3 separate regions of the Mus musculus genome follow, and all the other regions are linked to region 2. Evidence: chromatin contacts called from public HiChIP or PLAC-seq data. All regions are on one chromosome and are shown on one strand. Each heading gives the region's core, a stretch centred on a gene start, on an enhancer-like site or on the middle of the called end of the contact. The rest is flanking DNA. Distances are from core to core; before and after follow the strand shown.

Region 1 (3,649 bases), core at 202-2,701, 490 kb before region 2:
TCTGCCCTCCAGTCAGAACCAGCCAGCCATTTTCCCAGAATCTCCGAGTCCCTGGGCAGCCCTGCTTCCAAGCTCTGGAACCCAAGCTCTGGAACTGGAGAGAGAGGCTCCTAGCTAAGGCCCCAAGAGAAAAGTAGTCTGAGACTTTGGACCAGGTCTCATCTGCGACATCCTTCCTCCTCAGCTCTGATCCCCGTGGAAGAGCCTCCCTGAGGAAGGCCCTGGGCCCCAAGACAAGGAGATGCCCCCGGGGACGATGAGCTGCTTGAAAGGACCCCGAGAAAGCCACCAGAAGATGGGCCTGAACTGATAAACTATCTCTTCTCCAATGGCTGTGGAGTCTCTGTGTAGAACCTGCTAGACCCAGGCCTGGCCCTGACAGGATAAGCCTGTCACCTCAGACAGTGCCCTTCCTTGCCTGCTCCAGGAGCTGCGACCCAGCCATCACTGTATGAGTGCAGGTTCCCTGGGTATGCACCCGGTGTCCCTTGTTTGTGTGCCTACCACACATTTCTGGGCCCTGTAGCTGTGGTGTGAGTACCAGTGTCTCTAGCTAGCCTCTGGGTACAGTCCCCATGTCACCAGGGGCTCAGGCAGGTGTGTGGGCTTGTCAGGGGACCCTGGTTGTGCTGGTCAGGGACTAGAAAGGTAGGGGAGTCCTGACTGGACTCGGAGCTCTGGGTCCCTGTGTCCATGGTGGAGACCGCAGGGCGGACCGCTTGCGTCAGCCTTGAGCGGCCATCAATAGCGCGCGGTTAATTAATTTGATGGGAACAGCAGGGACCGCCGTTTGCATTTAGTGAAGTTCCAGGAACTTCCAACCCCATCTTCATAATTGGCCTCATAAATTGTAAGAAAGAGAGAGATCAGCAAAGCGGGAGGGAGGAGGGGCCGCCCGTCCGTCCTTATTTAATTTTATTGCTGAAATTCATCTTTTTAGCCTCCTCCGCCTGAATCGGCTCTCCCTGCCGGATTTGCCTAATCATGATAAATTAATATTCATTTCCCCACCTCTTACCCAGCTCCCGCGCTTGGATGGAGTCAGGATGGTCTTCTTCCAGCCCCTCTGCCTTGGTTGGGAGATGACCCCCAAAGCGAAGCTTGTGTACTGCACTAAAATTGGCCCTTGGGGAGAGCAGGAGGGAGCCTGGGAGAAAGATGGGGTTGTGTTCCTTGGGGAGGAGGGGGCTCCCAAGACTGATAGGAACTCACAGGCCTCAGGAAGCTGACATTAACTACAAGTGGCTAGCCAGGGCTGGGTTAGAAGGACAGGAAGGCTGCTAGAGACCCGGAGGCTGAGCCACACGGGCAGACAGGGTAAGCTGAGGAGGTGAGACTGAAACAGAGTTGGTCACCCTCTGATCCTTGTCCCACTGCACTCCCTCAGCTAGAGATGAGCCACCTTGCCAGGTCCGAGGGTTCCTGTGGGTACCATGGGTCTCTGACCACTCTCTCTCAGTACAGTTATCAGGATGTCTGGAAACAACACACGGACACTTGTGCAGGGCTGTGCTGGGCTAGACTGGGCTGGACTGGACTGGGCTGGACTGGACTGGGCTGGGCTGGGCTGGGCTGGGCTGGACTGGGCTGGGCTGGGCTGGACTGGGCTGGGCTGGGCTGGGCTATGCTGGGCTGGGCTGGGCTATGCTGGGCTGGGCTGGGCTATGCTGGGCTGGGCTATGCTGGGCTGGGCTATGCTGGGCTGGGCTGTGCTGGGCTGTGCTGGGCTGGGCTATGCTGGGCTGGGCTGTGCTGTGCTGGGCTGTGCTGGGCTGGGCTGGGCTGGGCTGTGGGTGGAGTCTCACTAGGAGGTCCCCCATCCTGCACCTCCCTGGGTGGAGGCTCCAGTCTAAAGGAGCACAGTCCCCTCTGCTGCTCACATCCTGTTCTGTTAGGCACAAGGCCTGCCAATTTTATGCAGAAACTGATGATCAGACATGAACAGTGATTGGTCCAGTGCTCCACATAGATTGGGAGGTCTGGAACTAGGGACAGAAGGATGTGTATACCTGAGAGGCTGGGAGTGGTGAGCATGGTCCCTAGGGACCTGGCCTTTAGAGAGTGGGCAGAGCATTCTGCTCTAGGGTGTGAGCTCTCTCTCTCTCTCTCTCTCTCTCTCTCTCTCTCTCTGTGTGTGTGTGTGTGTGTGTGTGTGTTTTGATTTTTGGTTTTTCGAGACAGGGTTTCTCTGTATAGCCCTGGCTGTCCTGGAACTCACTTTGTAGACCAGACTGGCCTCAAACTCAGAAATCCACCTGCCTCTGTCTCCCAAGTGCTGGGGTTAAAGGCGTGCGCCCCCACGCCCGGCTTGTGTGTGTGTGTTTAAATGATTTTATTTTTATGTACATTTGTGAGCTGCCATGTGGGTGTTGGGAACTGAACCTGGATCCCCTGGAAGAGAAACCAGTGCTCTTAACTGCTGAGCTGTCTCTCTAGCCCCTGGGGTTATATTGTATTACATAGCAAAGGGGACATTATCTAACCATACAAGCCCCTTAAAAGGAGAGCTGCCTCTGGTTGGTGGCAGGTGGAAGGGCGGTGGACGAGAGATCTGAAGCATGAGCAGGAACTCTGGGGGCCTCAAGGAGCAGTGGTGCTGATGCAAGAAACAGTCCCCACAGCCATCAGGAACGGATGCTGCCAGCCACAAACGTGGGCATGCGAGGACTTTTTCTTTAGAGCCCTACTGGGATCCCAGGATAACCAGGACTCTCAATCCAGCCTGTGGGGCCCTAAGTAGCGAGCTCAGGCAACCTGACCTGAGTTTCTGCCCTGCACCACGGCTGTTGGAAAGGGCCAAGAGTGTGAACGTGTACTGTGTAGCAGTTAGAGGAGATGCACAAAGCCTAGGGGAGCCTTAGGAAGCTCCTGTAATGGTGAAGCTGGGGGAGGTGTGGAGACTCCACTCACACAGCTCCCTGCCCTCCAGATTTCCCAGGGCAATAATTGCTCCCAGTTTCCAGACTCTTCCGTCTCTTCTGCGGCTGATCATGGAATCAGATCCTTGTAAGCACTTCAGTGTGTGGCGTGTGCATCTGTGGAGCCTGGAACCTGGATGGAGTCGCTGTGAGCACTAACCAAGAGTTATACCCGTGCAGACAGCTTCTGCAGAAACTTCCAGCACACAGACATGAGCAAGCAGAGTGGTCTGATTGTGTGGCACCCTTCCCAAAAAAAGCGTGTCTCTCCTTCCCAAAATGGCATTTCAAAAATTTATTCATGGGACATGGATACCAAGAAAAAAGAAGTTTGGGGTCCCATGGGACTTGTTAGAAAGCTGGAAAGACCAGTTAATACTGAGCAAGCTATAAAAGGAGACTTGGGGAAGGGCCCTGAGCTACCTGTGCCACACACCTGGTTTATTTCAGCAGTTTTACCAAGCCCTACTTAGCTCAGCCCTACATGTGGATATGCAGTCTCCAGCTAGATTTTGTTTTGTTTTTGTTTTTTTGAGACAGGGTTTCTCTGTGTAGCCTCTGCTCACTTTGTAGACCAGGCTGGCCTTGAACTCAGAAATCCGCCTGCCTCTGCCTCCCAAGTGCTGGGATTAAGGGCACCACCACCGCCCAGCTCCATTTTACAGATGGAAAGCCTGAGTCCTGGGCTAGAAAGATGGTTCAGGGGTCAAGAGCATGTATTGCTCTATCAG
Region 2 (3,847 bases), core at 78-2,577:
CCTGTCGGGCCAGTTGCCACAGTGACCTGGTAAAGACAGAGGATGTCCCAATTCCCTACCAGCTTCGCTCTAATGAGCAGGCGCTTGCTGGCCTCCTCTTCCCTCTGTAAAGATTTCCTAGAGACCGAGGTCACCACCCTATGCCAGAGTCGTCAAGGAAACCAAAAGGCCATGAGCTTCAATTAATATATATGTGAGCAGTCCTCTTAGTGAAGATAGAAATGAAGCCAAGGGTATAGTTGCTAGCCAGAGGACCCATTTTGTAAGCTCAGAGAGCCCTCTACTGGGAGATGAGACTCCCTACAGACAGTAGGGGAGGGTTTGGGGAGGAGCTGAAGGCAGGAGAATCTCCTGGACACTTCCTTAGACAAGTGGGATGTGGAATAACTGAAGATCAAGAACCAGACAGGATTGCAGTTTATTGACACCATGACGTGACAGCTGTTGTCACTGGAAGAGGAGGTTAGTTTAAGTGGTCTCCGTGGATGTCACTGGGGACCCCATTCACCTTTTAGCTAGAGGTCATGGATTTGGCGTGGAGATATAATTCTATGCCCTGGAGTCAGTATCACCCACACCATTCCCGAACTCATCTTCTATTTGGTCCAGCTATTAGAGCCTGGGTCCCTCTTCCTTTTGAAATTAAGGGCAGAGGGAGTGCAGTGCCATGTCTTAAGAAAGAGACGGGCTGCTGGCAATGGTGGCACATGCCTTTTAATCCCAGCACTCACTGCCATAGGCAAGCAGATCTCTGAGTTTCAGGACAGCCAGGGCTACCCAGAGAAACCATAACTGAAAAACAAAAACAAACAAAAAAAGAAAGAAAGACAGACAGACAGAAAGACAGACAGACACATTCAGACAGAAAGGAAGGAAGGAAGGGAGAGAGAGAGAGAGAGAGAGAGAGAGAGAGAGAGAGAGAGAGAAAGAAAGAAAGGAAAGAAAGAAAGAAAGAAAGAAAGAAAGAAAGAAAGAAAGAAAGAAAGAAAGAGAGAAAGAAAGGAAAAGAGAAAGAGGGCACTGGGGATGTCGCTCAGTGGTAGAGCAGTTGCTTAGCATATATGAAGCCTTGGGTTCTTCCAGAGACGGGGTAGATGGAAAGGAAGGAGCTGAGGGGGGGGGGGTGTGTCTAAGAAGAGTCAATGAAACACAGAATTACCTGTCTTGATACTGTACGCTTGAGGCCTGTGTTTAAGCACCGGTCCCACACCAGCCCCTACAAGTGGGTACGGGTGGTGGCAGTTCCTGAAGGGAATGCTTGCTCTGCCTGTGTTGTGTGGCTTTCTGATTGGGGGAGGAATTGGAAGTGTGGGATTTCTGAATCATGACATGACTCATCAGAACAGACGAAGAATGCTCAAGATGGTCTCTAAAAGCACCCACAATGCAGTGTGGAGAGCAGTGCAGGCTACTGACACCCCCATGGTCCACCAGAAGAGAGGAGTGGAGCCATTCTAGGGTGTGGGGTCCAGCAAGCATGAGCCCCCTGCCTCCCTGATTCCACACTGCTTCCTCTACCAGCCCACGTCCTGAACCAGCTTTTAGAGCTGGTTCAAATAGCTGTATTTGAAACCTGAAGGGTTAAGCTCTGGGTGGCCTACGATGTTCTTCAGTCCCTGTTCTGGGATCCTGGGGCTTATCTTGGGCACAGAAGGCTAAGATGCTATCAGAAATGACTTAGCTAGAGGAACAGTTTAGGGAAGGAAGTCTCACCCATAACCAGGCTTGCTGTTAGGTGGGCAGGAGACTGAGAAGAGAAGACAAATAGCAGGACATCCTAGAACAGCATTTCTGCTCTTAGCTTCCAGGATGAAATGTATAAACACATGTGCTGCATATGTGGCAGTGCACACACACAAACACAGGAGGGATGGGTTTTGTGACTTGCTCTTTGAAACCAGAGAGGAGCGGAGAGGCTTATAGGAGTGCCTCCCCCAGTCTAAGGTTGCTGGTCTCAGTGGCTGCTCCCCACATCAAGCCCCCTTGCCCAGTACCCAGAAGATAAACAGGTGGTAGCATTGCAAGGTGGCATCAGAGAAGCAGCCTAAGGAGGTAAGGACAGGGACAGAGGCCGACTCCCCTCAAAGCCCCTTGTTGTAGTAAACCACATCGATGCTGGGGTTTTGTGCTTGGATCTGAGCTCTCAGCTCCGGCTCCAGCCTGGTCACATGTATGGAGCTGCAATAGAACAACACAGGCTAGGTAAATATACTCCGGGCTCAGTGTCTCAGACCCAGGAGCTGGCTTCCCTCCACTCCCCGGTGAAGAATCTTCCCTGCTTTCAGAAGGGCTGGCTCACTGTTACCCCACCCCCACCCCACCCCCCACCCCGGGCTCCCAGATGCTCCTGTCAGACCTCCCGGGAACACACTGCGGGCCTGAGATGCAGAGTCCCGGGCAGAGATTCTGGTCAGGTCCAGCGGTGTCACTCACCTTCTCTGAGGGAACAGAGCGCAGCACAGGGGTGTGGCAAATACCAAGCTAGAGAAGAAGAGCACAGGAAATGTCTGTGACACTGACTTTTGTGTCCCCTCCCTGTACCCCACCTCACAGGAATAGCCCCAGGAGTGAAGCCTTATTTGTTTGTTTGTTTGTTTGTTTGTTTGTTTGTTTGTTTTTGAGCTCTATCCCAGCCATAAAGGTTGGAAAATGGAGTCAAAGGACCATTCAGGGATGTTAAACTCAGTCCTGATATTAGATCCTGTCTGGGGAAAGAGCCTCTTGAGCATCAACCCAAAGCCCCAGGATCAGAGAGCAACAGGATCAGGGGTAAAATGGGATGCAACTCCTGGATTGTACCCTAGAGTCTACTTGTATGGGGTCCTCTGGTGAGTGAAGGCTGAACCCCTCAACTAAACTCTTGACTTTCAAAGGCAAGAACCCCTAGAGGTCCCCCCACCCTTCCAACACATGCGCGCACACAGATTTTGCACTATGGGTATCCATTGGAACTGGATATATGAACAATGTTATGTAAGCATCTCAAAGATAGTGCGCGCCCACCCACACCCAAAATGATAATGGCTTTCCCATGTGCCCCTACTGAACCCTTTGCAAACTTACCAGAAGCCTACCAGTCCCACCTGCAGGGGCGCCCCCAGCCAGGGACGGCGCTGTGGGGAGACAGAGACAACAGAATGGCTTGTGTCCCATTTTTTCCTAACTCCATCTACCTTTCTGCACCATGGTTCTAGCTCGGCAGCCCTTGTTTCTCCTCAGCCAATGAGGGGCTGGGACCTGCACAGGGCAACCCCTACCCCAACCAGACCTGCTGCCTATGCAGTTGTACACTCTTGCCTCTCAGAATCGGTTTCCATGGTACTCGCTGATCATCTTTCTCTTACCTCACTTTCTACAGGGAGCCTCCCTTGAGCCTCTTCTCACTTCCTGTCGTCCCAGTAGCATAAATATGTCCCTCTCCACACCCTCCTACATCCTCTTCAGCCATGACGACCATTACTCTGTCCTTCAAATGTATCAGGCCATCCTGTCCCTGGCCCTTTGAACTAGCTGCTCTGTCTGAAACACTCACCTCATTCCTTGGATCTCCCAAGGCCTGTGCTTGACTAAACTGTCCCCCCGGATAGTCTCAGTTACACTGCCCCACTGGATTCCTACAAAACACACATCGTAACTTACGATATGTTTGATTTTTGTTTGTTTTGTTTTGAGAAAAGTCTCACTGTGTAGCTCTGTCTGGCCTGGAACTTGCTATGTAGACCGGGCTGGCCTCAAACTCAGAGATCCACTTGCCTCTGCTTCCAGAGCACTGGGATTAAAGATGTGAGCCACCACATCCAGCCCTATTGTTGGCTCCTTTATTGGTTTCTGTACTTGACTGGAAGCC
Region 3 (3,753 bases), core at 411-2,910, 350 kb after region 2:
GCAGATCCCTAAAATAAGAAATGGACACTCCCCCTTGGCAGTTACCACCTCCCTCTTTATTTATGTATGCATTTATTTTTAAGCCACACACACAGTTAATATTATGAATCACATGACTTTCCCATGGGAAATACTGGCCAGATCCTGGGACACAGGGATCAAGATTTCTAGTCCCCCTGTCCCCAAATCTCTGTGTTTCTACCCAGTTAGTAGGTCTCAGTAGGTGGCTATTATTTGGGTATCAAGCACCAGAGATTAGTTTTGTTCAGACTTGAACTTCATCTGAATGGTCATCTAATATGTACTCTCATTAAATAACTTATGCAGGTGTAAGGTATAACACTCATGAAGATTAACATTCATGTGGGAGATTTGCTATACCCTGGGTACCATATCAACTCTGGGAATGACAGGGTAAGTAGTCAGGGTGCCAGGCATCCTGAGTCCTAGCTTAGCCCAGAAGGAAATGATCAAATGATCACTTCTATAGGAAGGTACAAGGTGACCTGGGGGGAATGTGGACAGAGAAAAAAGAGGGTAATGACCAGACCTCGGAGGAATCTGTGGGGTATGTGTGTGTGTGTGTGTCTGTGTGTCTGTGTGTCTGTGTGTCTGTGTGTGTGTGAGGGGAAGCTTAAGAGAGTCAGTGTGTGGTGACTGAAGAGCCAAAGCCAGAGAGCTCCAAGAGGGAGGGAGCGACCGCCAGCCTCGCCTGTGTCTGAGAGGTTAATCAACGTGTATTTATGGGGCACCTGTTCTGTACAAGGCTAAGTGTCTGGAGAGGAATACAGAGCGGCATAAAACTCCCTGTAATAATGATCTCTAACATGCCTATAGAGATAAGTGAAGGCCCTGGTGGGGGCAAACACCATAAAACTCAAGTATGAACATGTCATTCTCTGCTTAAAATCTTCCTATGGCTTCTCATTAGCATCAGGAGTAATACCAAGGGCTCACACGGCCTCTCTGGCCCTTGTGGGCAGATGCTGTGGACTTGGGAGCCCATAGGTCTCACCTCTCTCCTTGTCATTCTGGCCCACCTGACATCCTGACCCCTCCACACACATACATCTTGTTCTGCTCCCCTGGGCTCCAGGCCCTCATAGATTGCATTTCTCCTGTTCAACAGATTTTGTTCTCCTCCCTAACCCTAGAGAGTCCCAGTTAACTCTGCTCGCCCTTATTCACGGCTTCATACAGTGGTGACCTCCTCAGATGAGCCTTCCCTGATTTGCTGACTTCAAACACCTTTCTGGTTTGCACTCTGTCAGCTTGTCACATGGAACAAATGTCCTCACTTTCTTTGTCATGGTGAGTAATGGTATATCCACGTGATAATGGCATTTATTACAGACTGGGCACCCTTGTGAGGAGAGCAAGGGCCGTTCTTGCTTGTGATTGTCATCACATTTCCAGCACCTCGCTTACTTACCAAGGGCTTGGTAAATACTTGCTGAGTAAATGAGCTTGGGGATGTAGAATCAAGAGCCATGTCTTTGAGCCTTGGCTACATGACCTTGGGTACATGGCTTTCTTCACTTCCCTGGGACTCAGTTTCATCATCCATAAAACGAAGGGATAGATTCTCAAAGGACCTCTCCAGCCTCCTGTCCTTGGATTCCATGACTCATACTCATAAGAATGTCACTGGGCCGCCCGCCAGCACATTAGCAGTGATATTAGTAAGTGCTGAGTAAGAAGGTGGCAAATGTCTGCTGGAGGGACAGGACAGAGCAGCAGCAGCTGCAGGGACACTCTGAGATGTCCTGGAAGAGGTAAGTAGAGGAACATGGAAAGAAAGGGTTTCCCCAATGCATGCCTATGATCTCAGCCCCTTTGAGGCAGAGAGAGGAGGGCTACAAGCTGGAGGCCAGCCTGGACTACATTATGTAGTGAATTTAGGGTCAGCCTGAGCTACATGGCAAGCCTCTGGTACCAGGGGAGAGACAGAGAAAGAGAGACAAAGTCAGAGAGAGAAAAAGACACAGACTGAGTCAGAGACAGACACACATTCACACACACATGCATATGCGTGCACACACACACACACACACACACACAGAGAGAGAGAGAGAGAGAGAGAGAGAGAGAGAGAGAGAGAGAGAGAGGTAAATGGACTGGACAGAAATTATTCTCACTATGTTAAGAGTCAAGGTGTGGGCAGGGCCTGCTCCTCCTTATAAGGGTGTCAGGGAGTTTGTGACCTTGCTGGTCCCACTTCTGAAGGCTGCCCTCATTCCCCAGGTCACAGCCCTGTGTCACCTTGCTTTTGATTTGACACTGTTGCTTTCTTTCATAAAGGGCATGTGCAAGCCGGGCATGGTGGCGCACGCCTTTAATCCCGGCACTCGGGAGGCAGAGGCAGGAGGATTTCTGAATTTGAGGCCAGCCTGGTCTACAAAGTGAGTTCCAGGACAGCCAGGGCTATACAGAGAAACCCTGTCTCGAAAAACCAAAACCAACCAACCAAAACAAAACAACAACAACATAAAGGGCATGTTCTTGTGTTATGTACATTCAGACCATCCTGGAGAATCCACCGCTCTCAAGACCACTAAGGTAATTATAGCCACAAAGTGCCTTCTTACCAAGTTTGGCAATGTATTCTCTAGTCCCAAGAATAAGGACGTGGGCATCTCTGAAGTGCCTTTCTTCTCTAACTACTGGTTGCTCATGTGGCCCTTGGAGCTGGAACAACTCAGTTCATTTTTCATCAGTCACTAGTGGCCTAATGCTAGGCAAATTCTTAATCCCTTATGGCCTCAGGGCCCCCATTTGTAGAAAAAAGAAATGGTAGCATTGGGGCCAGAGAGATAGCTCTATGGTTAAGAGTACACGCTGCTCTTCCAAAGGTACTGAGTTCAATTCCCAGTACTCACATGATAGCTCAGAGCTGGCTGATGCTGTCTTCTAGTGTGCAGATGTGTGTGCAGACAAAAAACCCACTTACATAAAATAAATAAATAAACAAATAAATTTTTTTAAAAGGAAGAAATGCTAGCACTTACCTTACTGTGTTAGTTGTCTATTGCTGGATGATATCTTGCTCCAGCTCTGGGGCCTAAAAGGGGATCTATTAATTTATTATTATTATTATTATTATTTTGGTTTTTTTTTTTTTCGAGACAGGGTTTCACTGTGGAGTCCTCGCTGTCCTGGAATTCACTTTGTAGACCAGGCTGGCCTCAAACTCAGAAATCCACCTGCCTCTGCCTCCGGAGTGCTGGGATTAAAGGCGTGAGCCACCCCACCCCCCCACCCCGCTATTATTATTATTTCATTGTTGGTGATGGAACTTGTAGCATTTTTTCATGCTAAGCAAATGCTTTACCACTGAGCTACATTTCCTTCTCTTGTTAAACAATTTTTTTTTTAAAGCTCAAGGACCATTTTATTAACCTTTGAGAGAAAAACAAGCCCATGGCAGGCAAGCTACAGATTGCAGCGGCTGTGTGTGTGTGTGTGTGTGTGTGTGTGTGTGTGTGTGTGTGTGTGCGTGTGTGTGTGTGTGTGTGTGTGTGTGTGTGTGTGTGTGTGTGTGTGTGTAGATGGAGAAGAAGAGAGTCTTGTCTTTTGAGATAGACTCAGCAGTGGAAGCAGCTGGAGAAAAAAAAGGGGGAGGTCTCCAGAGAAACTGAGCAAGCCCAGAATGTCAGGGCGAGCAGGCACGTTTAGGATTTGGGCTGGTTTGCAAAGAGACAAGGCATAAGGAAAAGTTAGGCGTTTTATTTAGAGCTCAGAAAAGGAGACAGA

The links. HiChIP or PLAC-seq counts read pairs in DNA pulled down with a chosen protein or histone mark.
Region 1: a FOXA1 HiChIP or PLAC-seq map of pancreatic cancer cells shows a contact between it and region 2. The contact joins two enhancer-like sites. A contact is called at or near these places in 1 of 39 promoter capture datasets (hippocampal neurons), 2 of 484 Hi-C or Micro-C datasets (cortical neurons and extraembryonic endoderm stem cells), 8 of 115 datasets of contacts at active chromatin or transcription factors (SST interneurons, embryonic forebrain, embryonic hindbrain and 5 more) and 2 of 9 other capture datasets (adipose tissue and embryonic stem cells).
Region 3: a FOXA1 HiChIP or PLAC-seq map of pancreatic cancer cells shows a contact between it and region 2. The contact joins two enhancer-like sites. A contact is called at or near these places in 1 of 39 promoter capture datasets (neural stem cells) and 2 of 115 datasets of contacts at active chromatin or transcription factors (embryonic stem cells and pancreatic cancer cells).

What each region holds. Positions count from the first base shown.
Region 1 is chr19:45,546,488-45,550,136 of GRCm38.p6, reverse strand. No RefSeq gene overlaps it. Among named protein-coding and RNA genes, the nearest start is that of Gm41856, 3.3 kb to the right of the region's middle. Within about 2 kb of position 1,451, at least 35 of the 459 cell types and tissues checked have an H3K27ac peak or open chromatin away from gene starts, as enhancers often do. A contact at or near this core is called in pancreatic cancer cells, where this site is marked.
Region 2 is chr19:45,052,936-45,056,782 of GRCm38.p6, reverse strand. Sfxn3 (sideroflexin 3) reads right to left here. Exons shown (of 11, transcript NM_053197.4): 9 at 3,064-3,113; 10 at 2,434-2,481; 11 at 400-2,178. The coding sequence ends at 2,082. It also overlaps a transcript of Pdzd7 not described here. Among named protein-coding and RNA genes, the nearest start is that of Sfxn3, 7.3 kb to the right of the region's middle. Within about 2 kb of position 1,327, at least 59 of the 459 cell types and tissues checked have an H3K27ac peak or open chromatin away from gene starts, as enhancers often do. A contact at or near this core is called in pancreatic cancer cells, where this site is marked.
Region 3 is chr19:44,707,013-44,710,765 of GRCm38.p6, reverse strand. No RefSeq gene overlaps it. Among named protein-coding and RNA genes, the nearest start is that of Gm26644, 13 kb to the right of the region's middle. Within about 2 kb of position 1,660, at least 37 of the 459 cell types and tissues checked have an H3K27ac peak or open chromatin away from gene starts, as enhancers often do. A contact at or near this core is called in pancreatic cancer cells, where this site is marked.